Linked DNA regions of Drosophila melanogaster: region 1 is linked to region 2. A link is a contact called in public ChIA-PET data. All regions are on one chromosome and are shown on one strand. The core of a region is the stretch at or near the end of the contact, and the rest is flanking DNA. Distances in the headings are between cores, read along the strand shown. Region 1 has its middle 14 kb from the start of CG43336. Region 2 holds the start of AdamTS-A (ADAM metallopeptidase with thrombospondin type 1 motif A).

Region 1 (5,486 bases), core at 1,072-3,571, 180 kb before region 2:
TCTATGAGCCCAGTTAGTAGTTGCCAATTTGTATTGCCCTTGCACATTTACGACCTTGGAAGGCTGTTAAACTACAACCTTCAAGAGATTCACTCTCAGCATGATGCATTCGGGAATTCATCTAATGCCCGGGATGACCGAGCATAAACAAATTATCGACGGTTAAAACAGTATGATATCATATGGCGTAGCTGTCAGCTGGGTAGTTGGTTTCCGATTTGGTTTCGGTTTTCCACCGACCTCTCCAGAGGTGCCAAGGTCAAGTTTCTGGCAAGGTAGCCTTGCTCCTTATGCTTCTACGGTTAGCCAAATTCGCGTTAGTCACACAGTTCTGGGGTTTGATGCTGGGCAAACTGGGCTGTATATCACTTGAAGGTTAGCTAAAATCAATTTTATGGTGAAACATTTATAGGAGTAACACGAAATTCGGAAAATTTGGTTAACTTATCGATCGTTTCACAGGAATTTAACCCAATACGTTTCACCGACTTAAAATCGCTTGAAATATAAAATTCAAAATGAAAACTGCCCAAAAATTTCAAAAGATTTGCTTTCAAATCATGCAGTTTTATTGCTTCTGCTCGTACAGTGCACTTAATTCGTGATTTATTGCGATATTAATCCAGCATTAATATCAATTCAATTGCAACAAAACCCACTCGAAACCACAACGAGAACAAGTTGCAAGCATTTGACCCAGGCCAGCGTTAATTGATTTAATTGCAAAGAAAAGCAATACGAGTGCATCACGCCCCCGTCGCCATCCTAATGCGATAACAAACAAAACGAAAAGTTCGACAAACAAAAGATGGGGGGGACTTTTGGAAAAGCGCTGGCTGGTAGTATCAGGGAAATATTAAAAATTAACAACAAAAAATAATTTCCCATAAATTCTCGTTAACGTGGCCCCTTCCATCCCATCCCCCTCTATCACTTCACGCTGCCTAATTAAAAGCAAACACATCTAGTGTCTGATGATCCCCAGGAGGCTGGGAGTGCGAGGATGAGCAGCCAGGCTACTGATAAGCGAGAGAGATGGCTATATGTGCGGAGAAAGAGAGGGTAGATCCATACTCTGTCGGCGCTTCATACAATTTGTCTCATAATCAAATATCATTTGTTAATGTCTAGCCCTGTGAAAGAGAGGACCACGGCAAGATCTGCGGGCGGCTGTCTAAGCGGAATTTGTTATATTTATGCACTGGAAAAAATATAATTAATATTAATATTAATATTATATTAATACCACCAAAAGTGAAAACTAATCAACATAACCATAAAACTAGGACAATATTACCGGTAAAGATGCTAATATCCCAACACAATTTCTTTTAGTATCTTAGTTAGATTTTCGCATTTATAACCATTTCTCTCTGTGTATCAGAGGGTGGCGTAACTTGATATGTATTTTAAATGTATGCGTAAACATTGATAGCATATTGATGACCAACTGATGATGATTATGCTGCGGTTGAGGATGTCCAAAGGCCTGGATGATGCAACCGCCTCTGTCCACAGATAAGATGCAGCTGGAAGTGGCATCCACTCGGCAAGGATCTCGCATCGATGAAAACAAATGAAATGCAAACGCCCTTAATTAAATTTCCCTTCGTTTCTGCTTTCCTTCTTCCGTTCGCTCAGGTTGCCCCCATATTATTCCTCTCCCTCCCCCCCCCCCCATTTTTGATACCGTGAAATTTCCTGGCCACACGAAGATCATCACGAAGCCCGAAGAAACGAGCGAAACTGGCGTTTTTTAATGTCTCAATTTGCCTGCATTCGTTAAAGGGGGAATCGCGGTAGAGAAGGGGCCCAATGTCTTCATCAAAACCACGATGCACAGCAAAACGCGTTAAATGAGCGATCGTTAAAAGGAATTGCGAATCGCGACTCGCTTGGCTTGAGTTCACTTTGAGTCTTGTCTTCGGAGGCGAGCTCCCTTCTTTTGCATCGCCAGCCCGGGGCAAAAACGGTTACGTACCCCTCTGATAGGCGGTACTTGCAGCACAGTGGTTCAAAGTCGTTGAAAAAGGATGCATCAATCTATTCGGAAAAACGCTTTCATATGACCAGCATTGTTAATGTAAGAAAATATATGCTCAGTGAGATGTAACAGGCCACATAACCTTCTCTTCCAGATTACTTTATGAAATAGCAGTCTACTCAATTCATTAACTTTGCAATGAATGCATGTTTTCATTGCACCTGCAACCACTGTACTTCAACGAGCTGCAGCGAAATTGTTTGCGTTGTGCAACAACAACCGCTCCACGCAGCAGAAACACCGGCATCAAAAGCCCCCACACAGCACACGACGTCACGACAAAGCACTCGCAGAAAGAGAAAGACACAGTGAGCTAAAAGAGATAGATGGATTGCCCAAGAAGTGAAGGCAACAGAACCTTGCACTCATCGTTCGTCACACTCGCTGAGAGTTTTCTGGCCCTTCAATTTGGCATTACCCTTTAAAATTAAGGAGTAACAATCATACGCAAAACTAACAAAAAAAATATAAAAACCTAATTTTTAGGTATTTTTTTTCTGAAAAAGCAATTCCACGATGCCGATTAGAAAATATTATAAGGTATAATATATAAGATTGTAGAATTATTATAAAGAGATTATAACTCACTCAAGTTTCAGGAAAATGAATACTTTGATAAGCTATTCATGAATCGTTTAAATTGGGTCCCCAAATAATAGTGCCACATTTTGAATATAATTTTAAATTATTTGTCCTTGGAAAGAGTATACATATGAGAATTTCCGAAACTAAGTTAAGTTATTTCTTGCTCTTTTTTGGATGCTAGTAGAAGTGATGCCGTTGTCGCTGGCTGCTTGCCGCTGATCTTATCGGCAATTTGTCATGCAAAAATTTACTGCCGCTCCAAGTCGCGTTTGCCAGGGTGAGGGGGAGATGGTGCGGCGGTGTGCCTCCTATGGGCGGGGGGTGGTTGGTGCTGCCCCCGTTTGTTTATAATAAAAGTTGCTTGTGCGGCTCATGCGGCAGTGTTTTATAATTTTTTGTTTCGGTTCCCTTTTTTCCCGTTTTTTGGGGGGCGGCTTCAAAGCGTTTGTACAGGATGTGCGTTGGTTTTTTTAGTGTCTCTTCGAGCTCCAACCCCCTGCCCTTGTGTGCCGCCTGATCAACTCATACAAAATGTGTCGATTAATGCGCTCCAGATGCTCTGACAGACACTCGCACAAAAACGAGAGGAGTGCGGCTGGAATGCGCCTTTGATTTGTTGGGGCTCCGCAATCCAGTGGTGGATGAGGGGATTTGGGGGTATGACCATGCAGTGACTCGGGGGGACGGATGGGGGGTGTCGGCACTGGGCTGACACTGATGAATGTCAGTCGTTTGTCAAAACGCACTGGAAAAGTGCGTCGAGTTTTTGCCGCTCCAAGGGGAATAAGAAGGCACATTTTGAAAGCGAAATGAAAACAGTAACAACAAGTGAGAAAGAAATGGTTGGGGATTTTGGCTACCAGATACCCTTTATCCATTAGTTACTCTAAGAAATTATTTTAGGGAACATTTATTTTACTCTACATATAGAGATGTTTGCGAATGATAATACAAATATTACTTGTTTTCTTCTAATTTAATTGATAAATTTGTTCACACAACATGGTGGTGAAAGTAAAAATTTAAAATAATTTTACAACAATCAACATTTACTGCTTGTATAATATTTGCGTACAGTATACCCCTATTTCTGAAAGTACCCTGCATAGAACCTAAATGAATAGCAATGAATGAATGAATGAGTGAGTGAGAGGGGCAGTGAGTAATAGGGAAGGAGTACTTGAAGGGGGGAACTGCAACTTGGGATTTGAACGCTTTCCCCCCATCGTAACTTTTGATGGGAGCGTTTCCCCATTTGAGGCTGAACTTGGGTTTCCTGAATCCGTACGTGTGTGTCAATGGATGACGCCACTCCTGGACACCTTGAATGGGTTGCTCCATGTGTGTGGCCCCCAGAGCTAAACAATGGTGCTCAATGCTCCTCATAAACGTGTCTCAGTGACGGGTTTAATTGCTGCCACCAGGATTGAAGGCGCCATGAAAAGTCAAACAGGTCACCGGAAAGTGGAAATCTAGTCAGCAATATTTCTGCCCAAAGTTAATCCATGCAGAATTTAGCCGAGAGCTGGATAGACCATCGGAATTGATCTCTTCCATCTGGTGGCCAGAAGCACTCGAAAAATCCCAGATTTCGACTACCTGCCTTCTGTTAAAAACCACATATTAGAAACAAATTATTACATTAAGCCTATTGATAAATCAATCCGGAAAATCCGTACTGCGCATGAGAAAACCCCCTAGGAACGCTGAAGCACTTGAACATTTTCCTTTCAAGATCGCTGGCCAAGTGGAAAATGTGAGCCAAACAAAAGGATTCGAGAGCAGAACAGTTGTTGAAATAAAATACGAAATGAAATATTTTTCACTAAACATTTGGTGGGTCTCCCGTCCAAAAAGGTATATAGTCATTAAGATAACAATCTGAACGACAGAGACATGAAAACTAGAACAGAAATTGTCATCAGCAAAAGGGAAAACAAAACAAAAATTAAAAGGACAACATGTGTTGCAAGGATCCAAAAAAAAACCCGTGGAGGGGTAAGGACAACAGTTGGTCTGATGAGCAATTAAGATTAAAAAAAAAAAAACGAATGAAAATTCCGAGTTGTTAAAAATTAAATAAGAATAATATTATTTTATATCCGCATTGGGAAAACCGCAACAATAGGTCGAAAAACCCAACCGAAATCCGCACAATTTTCGCAGTGCCCCATTGAGTAGTGAGTGTTGCAGGTAGCCGGCAACAGTGGCCGGTTACCTGTGGCGATTTTTGGCAGAAATATGCACTGGCTACGGTTAGATAGATGATTGAGTGACTTTCACGGAGAAGAAAGTACAGTTAGAACATCGTGAAAGGGACGCAATTAGGCATGCCACATGGAACTAATGCATTTTCGCAACCGCAGAAATCAATTTTCAGCGCAGCCAGGGAGAAGCACTTAAGATAAGGTCTTCAACGCTTCCCTCGGACAAGGTGGGATCTTTTCAGGGAGGTCCCCCGAGAGGAAAAGCGCTGACAGCCGTCGAACATGGCACACTGGATATTGGATTGATGGGTGTCACGGGGAATTGACATAACAAATGTCACCCCGGGCGATCGAGGTGCTCTCTCTGTGGTTTCCTGTTTGTTTGTCCAGAATTCTTTGTCAACGCTCTCGAAAATTAAATAACAAAAAGCAGAAATATTTTAGAAAATACAAAATAAGAATTGTTTTACAGTTCATATCGTGGACCGCTGGGGTGGTTTCCCCAGAAACATGTGTTTAGTTTACTTCTCCAGAACTCAATGAGCTCTGGATGTTGTGTGTTTTCTCTCGATTTGTGTAACAAATTACTGAAAGCAACAGATTTTTAATGTAAATATAATTGTATAATTATATAATCTGTAGCAGATGTG
Region 2 (5,280 bases), core at 1,158-3,657:
AATGGAACTATCAGAGCAGAGCATAAACATATAGAAATGCCGAACCAGCTCACGCATTAGACATGCTCACCCATTATTATACATACATACGGACAGACATACGGACAGACGCAATTGACTAAGAGGCCTGCGCGTGTTGGACGCACGGACGGATAAACAGACAGTCAGTCTGACATCGAACATCTGAAGACTTCGAATTCGATAGTGATCCGTAGTCTAGGGCTCTTCACAGCCTCTCGCTTATTGATCTTCGATCCACACGAAGGCCGCCAGCGTGCAGATCGAAGTTGCACAAATGCCAGGACAAGGGGTCTGGATTGGGTATCCACCTGAAAGTGATTCTCTATCCAAATCCAAGTTGGGGCCAGTCCATCTATGCTGTTGCCATATAAGCATCAACAGCTAAACAAAAGTTTATGGCTATCTGCCCGCCTTATGATCTAAATGCGTTAATTATTAGGATGATACAATGCGATCGGAGCAGATAGCATAGATACAAAAATGGATAGACAGATAGATACATTGTGGTCAGCGGTCTCCAGTGGCTCGATCATTAGCATCTGAAAACCAGCGGCGCCTCTTTGAGCAATATTTCCTAATTTAGAACGTATGCTTTCCTACAGATCAGTATGCGATTTGCTAGACTGAGCAATTTATTAGTGACTTGGGGAGAGACTCCAGCTAGGAGTCGTTTATTTTGTTTAGTGGCTGTGTAAACATTGCTTACAGGGCATGATGATTAGTTCGGTGTAATACAAACAGCCTTCTTGGGGAACTCACTTGCCCCCTCCAGACTTTTAGGGCTATTTTGTAAGATGTTCTGTTATGGCTGCTGTTTTATGTTGGCATCATTTGGATGCCGGCTGTTTGTTGTTGATTACAAAACAAGCGTTTTGTTGCCGATTGCATGGTTGCATGGAGAACGCTCTTCCTGGAATCTTTTGAGATGTTTTTCATTAGTCCACCATTCTCGCAACATCCGTAGTATATGAATATGCATCATCGTATTTTGGAATATTTTTAAATTTTCGCCGACCTCCACGGCGGCGAAATGGATTTTTAATTTCCAACTATACTTTAATTTGGCAAACGAGCTCTGGTCTTTTAATTGATTAATTCTTATTGCTGCGTTTGATTAAAGAAAATATTTAGTATACAATAGGGTCAATTGCTACATATGGTAATTTGGCACAGAAGACATTTATGTGGAAGAGTTCTCGGCGTTCAAATAATGGAGCGAATGGCTACTATTTTTATTCACTGACGCGATCAGTAGATTGATCTTGACCCACATTGGATGGGCTGGGATCCGGCAGATGTCGCACACTCTATGCCCAAATGAGACAATATAAAGTATAAAGTATAAAGTATTGTTTATAATGATACCAATTTGAGACAAATCAGTTACACTTGCCTATCTAAACTATTACGATATGTTTGTTCAGCTTGTGTAGATTATTTAGATATATCTTTATATTTGTCGCATTTCTGAGTAAAGGCTGTCGTGTCAGTTTATTTACGTCAAAAAAAGAATTTTTTTTGATACTGATGAGCTAGTCATCATTGTACCATTCTCTGTGATCATCAACTTCCTTTTTTTCTTCCGAAATGACTTCTTCCGGAAGTGCACCACTGGTAATGCCCAGGGTCTTATCCTCTATTTCAAAAGAATTCGTATTCAAAGTTTTTAGTACTGCTCGGTGCGATTAGTAATGCATAGGCTAGTAAAATAAGTCATAAGTAAAAAGAGTTTTATTATTTACTCAAGTACATACTTACTCAAATTGGTTGGTATCACACAAGTGTGAACATGTTTACAAATTTTGATTACTTTTAAAAACTATTACTGAATAAAGCATGCAGCATAAGCCTATTTTTTTTTTTTTTAATATTTATATTATTTCATCCGAAAAGGCAGATACTCTAGATGCAAAGATTGTTACTATGCTAACACACCTTATCTTATCCGATGATAATTATGTCCACACACTTAATCCTCACATGTGCAAAAATATTGAGTAAGCAGAGGCGCACTTAAGAGAGCGTTCGAGTGCTCTTTTAAGCCGCGCTCGGCTCTCTTTTCGCCACAGCGCTCTCTGCGCAGAGAAGCCGGCTGTTCTGCGTACTGATATGATTCTGACGTATTTCTAATCTCTCTAAAACACTCCTTCGGAATCGAAATCCTAAGCCCATTCAGCAAACCCATATCCCTATACTCGTGCCTACATACGAGTATGTACATACATATGTACATATGTATGTATGTATGTTGTACAGCATATAGCTGCGAGAGAACCGCTTTTAGCTTTCGGAGCGATATATGTTCGCGATCTCAGATTGCTTGGCGGTACGGCGGAACGTCCGCTACCAACTGCTGTTCGGCGAGCAGTGTTCAGTCCGCAGCGGGAACTCAAGCGAGCCGAAACGAAACATCGCCAGATACAGATACAAATTCTCTGGTTCGCAGCATTGGTCTGGTCCATCGGCTCGTTCTCGTCCGTTTCATTTATTTGCGCGCGCGCGGTAGTATCAGACAATTGCTAAAGTTCCATTTGTAATATTAATCCAGTTGCGATTTCTAATTCGAATTTGAATACGTATTCATCCCAGTGCGCCAGTGTATTCCGTATCCTGACCAGCCATGTCGGCCAGATGGCGATAGCGATGCCGATGCCAAACGATCGGCGTGTTCTTGTGAACTCTGACATGGTGCTCAGTTGTGGGACAACCTTCGCCACCGAAAAGTTTGCAAAAATAGCCGCTGGCCGAAAGCGAAAAGAAAGCCAGCAACTCAGAATGCCAACGGTGGCCAAGTTAATGGTGCAGCTCGAAAGTGAATGCATTCGGCGCGATGTGTGAAGTTCAAGCTTAACATTGGCCAAAACCCAACCGCAACTGCGAATAAATTCTGTGATTCGGCAAAAAGATTCATCATGAGATCGTACAATGGCTCCAGTACTAAGTAGTTTATCTAGCTAATCGCAGCCATAAGTGTGAGTCGTTTTAATACCCACGAGCCGTAGTCTTTGCCTTTCTGTTCGTTCGTATTTTCGCATTTTTTGGCGGGTGCGGTGCCCACGGCAACGGAACGAGACTGTCGCATTTCAATTAACAAAATAAGCAAAAAGCCAAAGAGCCAAAGAGCCATAGAGCCAACATAAGTGTAAAGATACATATATCTACAAGATATACGTATAGCCGTATATACGCATACTGTGGATTTTGTTGCTCTTTCGCGCGCATTTTTGCACGTGCCATTTGGGATTTCGGATTTCTGAGATTGGAGATCGCTATCTTATCTGGTCATCGCCATGTCCATGCCGGATGCCGGTTCACTTAAATCGCCCGCCGGCGGCCAGGAGGTCGAGTGCCATCGCCTGCTGTCGGACCTGCCCGCCTTCGCGTATCCCAGCACCACACTGCGGTCCACAACTTCTGGTCACAGCACTGGCACGAATAGTACCACTGTCTGCGAATCTCCCGGTGCTCGGGATCGTACCTCCTTCGCGTGCTCCTCCTCTTGCGTATCATCCGCCTGCTCAGCCACCGCCTCCGATGACGACGAGGATGAGCGTGCCCTTGAGCGCTGTCTGCGTGGGACGACGGACGACCTTGGGGAGTCCGGCCTGCGGTATTCGCTGAAAGGACCACCGCCGGAGCTCTACTCGGCCAAGAAGGACTTCATCAGCAAGGGTCCGCTGCTGGGCAGACAGGTAGGTCCTAAATCCGAGCTCTACATAAGTATAAATATTTTTGGAGGCCTAGTCCGCCGCATCGAATTTCGTGGGCTGATCGAATTCGCAGACCGGGATTTTAACGATTTTTCATTTATTTGTGTTTGTATTCGTCTCTGTCTCTCTCTCTCTTTTTTTTCTACTTTATCGAAATCGGCTGGCCAAGCGAAAACCAAATTTAAGTTAATTTATTGCATTGATTCCACATCAATGTGTCGAGTTCTTTCCTTTCTTTTATAATTTCGGTTGATTTGCCGATATTTTGGTGTGCTCGTCTCGTTTTGTATGCCGCATTGTTTTATTTCGTTTCATTTCATTTCATTTCATTTTTTTTTTTGTTTTGTTGCTTTTGCCGCCACTCTGGCTCTCTATTCGATTTTGATTAAATACCACTGGCGACACAAAGAAAGCGACAACCAAAGCGTTGACCACCGCATTTGAATTCACACGCCTCACTGGCCACGAAGCACCGCGCACGCGGCAGCGGAAATGTGAATCTGGATCCCAAGTTGGATCCACGATAGGATTCTCGGCAACCTCACCGTTCGACAGCTTCAAACAGACTGAAGATGGCAACGTGTTCGAAGCACTTCGATCCAAATGCGCCAGAGCGCCTCCACGAAGTGCATTCATATATCAAGCAATCTGGTCATCAAACTATTCCTTTTGGTTTGGGTTTGCAGCTCCCACTTCTTTAGCTGACTCATAATCCATCCATTTGCGTCACACAGGGTCTGCTGATGTATGTCGGACGTGTGTTTCCGCCAGGTTGCCACTATCTTGCTCTAGCTCTGCAGCAACAATTTTCGGGAAAGCGAAAGATTCTGCAGCATCGGGAGCACATGTCCCACAGGAGATAAGAACATAAAAGATATCTAATAGAGATAAAGAACAAAGACGCCCCTGTCTGGATGTCACTGATATTCCATATTCCAGACAGGATTGGGTACGAACTTTTTTTTGCCCATTAGTGCGAGGCAGACGACGAATTAAGATGCAAATTTCGATAAACATTTTCAAGTTCGGTTTAAGGAAATGGTATTGCAGTTACACACGACCTGGGTGGAAACAGCACATAACTACGATTTACAGAGCTCAACAAGGTGTGAAAAGCGTTTGTTTCGGGACGTGACAACAACGTGAATGGAAACATGCCTAAATCACGGCTTACTGGCTAACTGGCAAGCTGGCTAACTGGCTAACTGGCTAGCTGGCTTACAGGCCATTAGAATTTTATCAACGTCCGCCTGGCGGGCAATGTAAAATGTGAAAAACGACACGATCCCCCGGTCCATGAATACATAATAATGCATAATAATGTTGGGTGCGCGAGTGGTGAAGTCTGTAGGCCCAACTGCCACTGATAACGGGCCATGTGTGGCAACGTAACCCCCTCGGGATCGAATGGGAATAGGATGTACTGTCTATTTGGGTTGTATGTATAAACTCGTATGCACATCGCTTGGCATTTTAGAAGCACATGAGTAATTGTGACATATTCAGTGCGGTGCGACTCGATTCACTCGCTGTTGTGAATGTTTCGAAA

The links. ChIA-PET counts read pairs in DNA pulled down with a chosen protein or histone mark.
Region 1: a contact with region 2 is called in an RNA polymerase II ChIA-PET map of the Kc167 cell line, with 8 times the contacts expected there. The contact joins the enhancer-like site here to the promoter of AdamTS-A in region 2. A contact is called at or near these places in 4 of 107 Hi-C or Micro-C datasets (the D17-c3 cell line, the Kc167 cell line and the S2 cell line) and 2 of 6 datasets of contacts at active chromatin or transcription factors (both in the Kc167 cell line).

The regions. Positions count from the first base shown.
Region 1 is chr3R:15,648,601-15,654,086 of dm6, reverse strand. No RefSeq gene overlaps it. Among named protein-coding and RNA genes, the nearest start is that of CG43336, 14 kb to the right of the region's middle. Within about 2 kb of position 2,321, at least 24 of the 39 cell types and tissues checked have an H3K27ac peak or open chromatin away from gene starts, as enhancers often do. A contact at or near this core is called in the D17-c3 cell line, the Kc167 cell line and the S2 cell line, where this site is marked.
Region 2 is chr3R:15,473,320-15,478,599 of dm6, reverse strand. It overlaps AdamTS-A (ADAM metallopeptidase with thrombospondin type 1 motif A), which reads left to right and starts at 2,407. Exons shown (of 17, transcript NM_206496.2): 1 at 2,407-3,713. The coding sequence starts at 3,312.